Linked DNA regions of Mus musculus: region 1 is linked to region 2. Evidence: chromatin contacts called from public promoter capture Hi-C data. All regions are on one chromosome and are shown on one strand. The core of a region is the stretch at or near the end of the contact, and the rest is flanking DNA. Distances in the headings are between cores, read along the strand shown. Region 1 holds the start of Ears2 (glutamyl-tRNA synthetase 2, mitochondrial). Region 2 holds the start of Knop1 (lysine rich nucleolar protein 1).

Region 1 (3,069 bases), core at 367-2,866, 3.2 Mb before region 2:
GTCCATCAACTATCAGCTTTGTGAACTTGAAGGAGTTCAGAACACCAGGACTATTTGATTGGTAAAACTTGGTCCTTCTACATGAATGTAAGGTATTTAGAATTGTTTGATGTCTAGGTATCATTGTTTCCAAGTTATAACTCTATCTTCTATCCACTTAAATACTGAAAATTCCCAAGTGTAGGAGATACAGAAAGCCAATAAGCTTTTTACCCGATACATGGAGAAAGCTTTAAGGAAAGTATTTCAAGTAGCAAACCAAAACAAATAAAACGGCCATGTATGAATATTTATAAAGGGCCATTAGGACAGTTGATAACACTGTTTCATGAACTTCCCTTATGAAACTGATCTGTCTGCTGAAAATAAATCCGTGGCTAAATACTGGACCTGTTCAGAATCTCCTGTAAAGTTCATAAATACCGCGCCTAGCAATGACAGTCCAACATTAGTTAGAAGGGTGAGCCTTAATACTCAAGATTCAGGCTTGCATCTCACTCCACCACTTGGTGGTACCACTATCATTCTGGGCCTAATTTTCCCTCTCTGATTACTAATGGACATACAAGTACTGATTTCAGAAAACTGCAGTGAGGATAGCGGGAGTCTAGGCGCAAGAAAATCGCTAACAGTTTAGCACGACGTAAGCATCAAGAGCTAGAAGGTAGGTCGTGGGTAGAAGCAGTCGGGTGTCAGCTCCTCGAATACCTGTAATGGAGTGAATCTTCTGCTTTAGCTCGGACCCCGTGCTGTCCAGAGGGACCTTCACGTCGTGTTTGGTCTTGTTCCAGATTATCTTCAGATCCACCAGCTCCTTGCCCACACCGCCGCCCGCGTCCTCGCCGTTGCTGACCGAGGCCTGGGCCGCAGGGTCCCCAGGGGGCTGGGCCGGGGCCGGCTGCAGGTTGCCTCGCGCGTCGCAGGAGTCCTCCGCCGCTGCCCCTACGGCTGCTTCGGCCTCCACGCAGTTGAGGGGCCGTGCGGGCGCCTCGGTGGCCACAGCCTCGGCCTCCGTGTCCATGCCTGGCTCCTCCATGCCTGCAAAGGGGTTAGGGGGGTGGGTGCTCGCCACGAGCCCGGCCTGCGACGAGAACGGGCCCGGGCACCGTCGTTGCCGCGCCACGCTCCTCCCTCCGGGGCCAGGCCCGGTCCCACGACCCCGGCAGCGTCCGCAAGCTCTTCAGCCGCCGACCGACCGCCTTCCCCGCCACACTCACCATCCGGGGCTCCGGCCGCCGCCATGATGATTGTGTACAACACCCACCACGACCGCAGGGGCCGCCGGGAAGAAGCGAGCTGGCGGAGATTGGCCCCCGCACCAGCCCCTAATTTCACACAGGCTGGCCGGAAACAGGTGGAGGTTTCTATGGAGACCCGCCTCCTCCGCTTCCCGGGCCGGCCCCTGCCACGCTTTAGCATTCCCGCAGCCGGAGGGGGCGGGTCTGGGAGATCGCCTGCTCGCAGCGCTCGGTCCCCGAGCGGCGGCGCATCGCCGCCCTAGTCCAGAGGGGCGTGAGCAGCCCAGATAGGCGGCTTACGCCTTTAAGTGGCAGGGCCGCGCTCGCTGTGGCGAAAGTTGATTGGTTGGAGTGATTTTTTTCCCCCCCGCCGAGCGGAAGTGACGCGCGAAGGAGCCCACGTGTGTGTTTCTAGTCCACATGGCGGCGCCCCTCAAGAGGCTTCTGCTGGCCGAGCCGCACGTGGTGGCCCTCGGGCACCGCGTGGGGCGGCGCGAGGCCAGTCTGGGCCCAGATCCCGGGGCCCCGGTGCGAGTGCGCTTCGCTCCCAGCCCCACAGGTAATCCTAACGGACGTGACGCCGCTCGCCGCAGCCCACCTTCCCGTCCCCGCCCCCGAAAGTTCCAGAAACAGTCCCTTCCGGGGTTGTCTGCGCGACCCCGTTTTAAAGAGACGGAGGTGGAGGGCTAGGATTTGAAGTGATTGAGATTGCTAGAAGTTTCCTTGTTGTATTGTCTCTGTCCTTTCTTATTGCACGCTGTGTGCAGAGCGTATAGACTTTATGCCAAGGCCTATGCGCTATAATGCAGTGGTCATTGAAAAGTCAGGGTTCTGGCTTTGAAGAAACCGACAAATCCTAGAGTCATATGTGTCCATTTTGGCAGTGAAGCGGGATAGGGCGCCCTAGAAGGTATTGCTGAAGAGGTAACATTTGAGTTGAGAACAAGTGTCAAGAAGACCCGCTTGAAGCCTAAGAGGAAACGACATGCACAAAAGCCTGAGTTTGCTGGCAGCTTAGCAAGTCAGAAGAAAACAGAGGCCCATGTATATCTTGCTAGGAATTCTGTGTCTCCTCCCTTCCCACAAATTCCCAACCTTTAGTTCAAGCCACCTTCTACCCTGTTCACACTGAGCAACCGTTCATTCTAGGTCTAGGGTCAGCAGGAAAAGATATTTCTGAGTCTCAGCTGCACAGGAAGAACGCATTACCTCCAGGCAGGCAATGTAGATTGTGGAACTTCGATATGTGGTAGAAGCCCTGGTTCATAGTTAACTGTTGTGAATCTGTTTTTAAGACTGATATAAACGAAACTGCTAGGGAGAAAATGAGTGTCTCAAAACCGAGAGAACAAAATCATCTTTCTTTTTGTTAGTCTCAGTGATGTAAAATAGCTTATCAAATGACTGCAAGTATCTAAGTATCACAGTGTCTGTGTTTACCTATGGTCAACATGAACTGGGATACTCACCTTGTTGGAAGAAGCACTTATGCAGGCATCCAAGGCCTGGCATTTTCTGCATCTATATTTTTGTCTTTGCCAATCCCTAGATGTGTTGCTTTGGCAGAATTATTTGCTCTGTTTATGTCCCAATTTTGTGATTTGTCAAGTAGGGCTAATAATAGTGCCTGTCTGACGGGTTTGAGCCAGTACAGCAGAGGCACTTAGCAAGCACTGCCTCTACTACAATTACTGTTTTCATTTCTTTGCTGACTGGCAGGAAAAGCCCAAATGGGAAAGAGTTGACAAGCAGTGTAGATCACTATGATAGCTAAAATTAATTGAAAGTTTACATTTTTGGGTTTTTGTTTGGTTTTTAACTTGGAAAGAGT
Region 2 (3,156 bases), core at 181-2,680:
TCAAAGAGCACCTTCCCCAGTACTACTTGTGATATTACCAATTTGACGGGGCAGCAACACTGCTGTGGGCTAGTGGTCCTGGACTGAATAAAAGGAAGGAAGTGAGTTGAGCCCCAGAATCCATCTCTGTTTCTTAGTTGTGGATGCAAACGGGACCGGCTGCCAGGAGCCCCCACTGGGATGATGTACCATATCCTCAAACTGTGAGCCCAAATAAGTCTCTGAGTTGCTTTTGTCAGATATTTTTCACAGCAATAAGAAAAGTATCAAACTATACAATAAACTGTACTATGAAGATCTATTGGCTTGGAAAAGTGAATCCTCTGGGTGAAAGACAGTAAGTATATAGACACCTGAATATTGCTGCAGATAGTTCCTCGGGTAAGGACCCTAAGGGTAGAACTTACAAGAACATCAGGGTGAAACCTTTTCTCTAAAGCAAAGGTTACAGGGAAGGAGTAATGCAAGCCCTGTGGTCTGGGAGGACTGACTGACTCTTCTCTTCTTCCTCTGAACTCACCACTTCTTCCAAGTCACCATTTTTCCCTCTATACACTGACAAATTCACTGTTTCCATTCACGAAACATTTACTGACCTGGAACTATTCCATAAATATTGCTATTTAAATTTATCAAAATTAAGTAAAATAAGAAATTTGGTTCTTCTAGTCTGCCAGTCCCAAATTACACCCCAAACCCATTTAACAGCACAGATTATTGAACGTTCTATTAGTGTTGTATTGGACAGCCAATGCCACAAGAATGAAAATCTTTCAGTAGCTGGAAGGCTGAGGCAGGAGGATACTCAGCTGGAAGCCAGTCTGTAGTCCAAAAAGGCGAGAGAAAAGGGAGAAGGGATAGACAGCGGACTTATTATGAATGAATCTGTGTCTCTTGCCTTTGAGATCTGGAGGCTTTGGAATGAAGGAAAACTAACACTCTTCCTGTAACCTAGGATCTGTGACTACGTGGTTCTACCTCCTAACACCACGACATAGGTACCATTGTTATGCCCGCTGTACGACTATTACAAGACCCCATGACCAAGGTTCGTGGGCTACAAAGGAACAAGTGATCTAGCCTGCTTGTGGGGCTTCAGAAAGGCTTTGGGGCAAGTGGAGATCAAAATCTATTTGTCCACACCAAAATACTTCCTGAGTATCACCGGAGCCTGTCTACAGAGTTCATTCATTCCCTGCTTCCTCGGGCGATCTGCGGGCGGTCCGGGTCTCTACCCTGAAGCTTCACACTACGCAACTCTCTGACCGGGTTTCCTTCTGCGAGCCTGTTGCCTGAGGTCGCACCGGAATCCAAGACATACGCCAACCTCTTTCTCCGCGTGTGGGCCTAAGGCTCGGCTCCTCCGCCCGCGCGCGTCACCCGCCTGGCGCACAGAGGCTTGGAACGCGCGTCCCGGCGGGTCCCGCCCGCGTCCCGCCCGGCCCGACCAGCGGCGGGGCGCCTACCCTCGCAGATCTGATCCCATAGGCTCTTCCCCGGCGGCTCGACGACCTGCGGGGGTGACACGAGCACTTCGGGAGACCCGGGCGACACTGCGGGCACCGGCGTGCGCGTAGTGATCGGCGAATCCGCGGAGCCGCTCGCCTCCTCACGCAGCACGCTGCGGCTGGATACAAGTCTCGGCGCCGCCATGGACGCGGTTTCTACAGCAACCCAGGGCACCGGGAGGCCGCGACCCGGAAGGAGAAGGATTTCGAGGGGGCGGGCCAGAAAGTCGAAGCTGACTTCCGGATCGCGGCTGCGCGGCTGCTCACGCGGGGACGCTTGGCCTGCTAGCGAACCAGGTGAGTGCGGGTGGTTTGTGCGGGGCCCCGAGGAAGGTGCTGCACGCTGGGGGAGAGGAAAACAAAGATAAGTCACCCCCAACTCGCCTGCAGCCCTCGGTTTCTCTCCAAGCCGTCCCGCCTTGGAGTAGGCATGGGGATGATCCTGGCTAGCAAGCAGCCTGCGGTTGGTGAGGGCAGCACACGCTCCTCTGGCTCGAGTCCGTGTTTTGCACCTTGTTGACTTTGAGACCTAGTGAGTTACAGTCTCCGAGGCCTGTGAGGCTTATTGGTCACACTAACCCTATCCACTGCTGCCGCGGGAATTTAAGAGTGCCTTCACACTGGGCATAGTGGCCCACGTCTATAACCCCGGCACGCGGGATGCAGATCAGCCCTAGCGACGTAGTCAAACTTTGTCTCAAAAACAAGGCGCTTTTGAAGAAAGCTTGTGTTTGCAGGTGATGCAGTGTAGGTTCGGTTCCACTTCTCGCGAGTGAAGTACAGTTAAAGGGATGGAAAAGAGTATGTTGCTGTTGGCTGAGTGGCAAAACAAAGAAGTGGGTTAAGCTGACGCCTGGGACCTTTTTGTCCGGGTTATTTTTCGTGATCACTGGCCCTAATCCTGTAGAATCATCATGGTCTTACTTGATACTGGCCTGTCGGGACTTGTATCTTTCTCTCCTTTGTGAGTCCCCTTCCTATGTCCTCTAAAAGTCAGTATGTCTTGAGGCCCAGTTATGTTTTCTTGTTAATTATCATCCCTGAAGTCCTGTTTATGTCGTCTCTGTTGGCGAGAGTGACTTCCTTGCCTCAGCCCTACAGTACACATGCTGAGTGAGTTATATCAAGGCAGCTGTTTCATCCAGCTGCCCAGTCACCCTCCACTTCTGCCTCAAGGGTTGACTCTACCATCCTATTGGTCAAACTGGAAAACCATGTTCAATATTATGGAGTTGAGAAAAATGCCACCATAATATTGGTGTATAAGATTATACATGTCTGTGGGGGCATCTTCTTTCTTTCTTTCTTTCTTTCTTTTTTTTTTTTTTTTGGTTTATCTGTATAGCTCTGGCTGTCCTGGAACTCACTTTGTAGACCAGGCTGGCCTTGAACTCAGAAATCTGCCTGCCTCTGGCTCCGGAGTGCTGGGATTAAAGGTGTGCGCCTAAAGCAAGGTGAGAGTGGACTTGATATGGCTCAAGTCTGGCCTAGATCTTTGAAGCTGCCCAGAGCAAGCTGAATCCTTTGTGGAGCATGTTAGCGCCGAAGCCAAGGAGAGGTGCAGGATAGAGAAGCTCCTGGACCCTTAATTTCCACCTCTTTCCTTAGAAGCCTCCCATGTTTTGTCTCTAGTCCACAGAGTAGCAAG

What was found. Promoter capture Hi-C pulls out the DNA fragments that hold promoters and counts their contacts.
Region 1: a promoter capture Hi-C map of cranial neural crest shows a contact between it and region 2. The contact joins the promoter of Ears2 here to the promoter of Knop1 in region 2. A contact is called at or near these places in 2 of 39 promoter capture datasets (cranial neural crest and liver).

What each region holds. Positions count from the first base shown.
Region 1 is chr7:122,065,633-122,068,701 of GRCm38.p6, reverse strand. It overlaps Ears2 (glutamyl-tRNA synthetase 2, mitochondrial), which reads left to right and starts at 1,616. Exons shown (of 9, transcript NM_026140.3): 1 at 1,616-1,797. The coding sequence starts at 1,659. It overlaps Ubfd1 (ubiquitin family domain containing 1), which reads right to left and starts at 1,504. Exons shown (of 7, transcript NM_138589.2): 1 at 1,218-1,504; 2 at 709-1,038. The coding sequence starts at 1,419.
Region 2 is chr7:118,854,272-118,857,427 of GRCm38.p6, reverse strand. It overlaps Knop1 (lysine rich nucleolar protein 1), which reads left to right and starts at 1,430. Exons shown (of 5, transcript NM_023197.3): 1 at 1,430-1,805. The coding sequence starts at 1,652. Iqck (IQ motif containing K) reads right to left here and starts at 1,676. Exons shown (of 9, transcript NM_001374605.1): 1 at 1,467-1,676. The coding sequence starts at 1,653.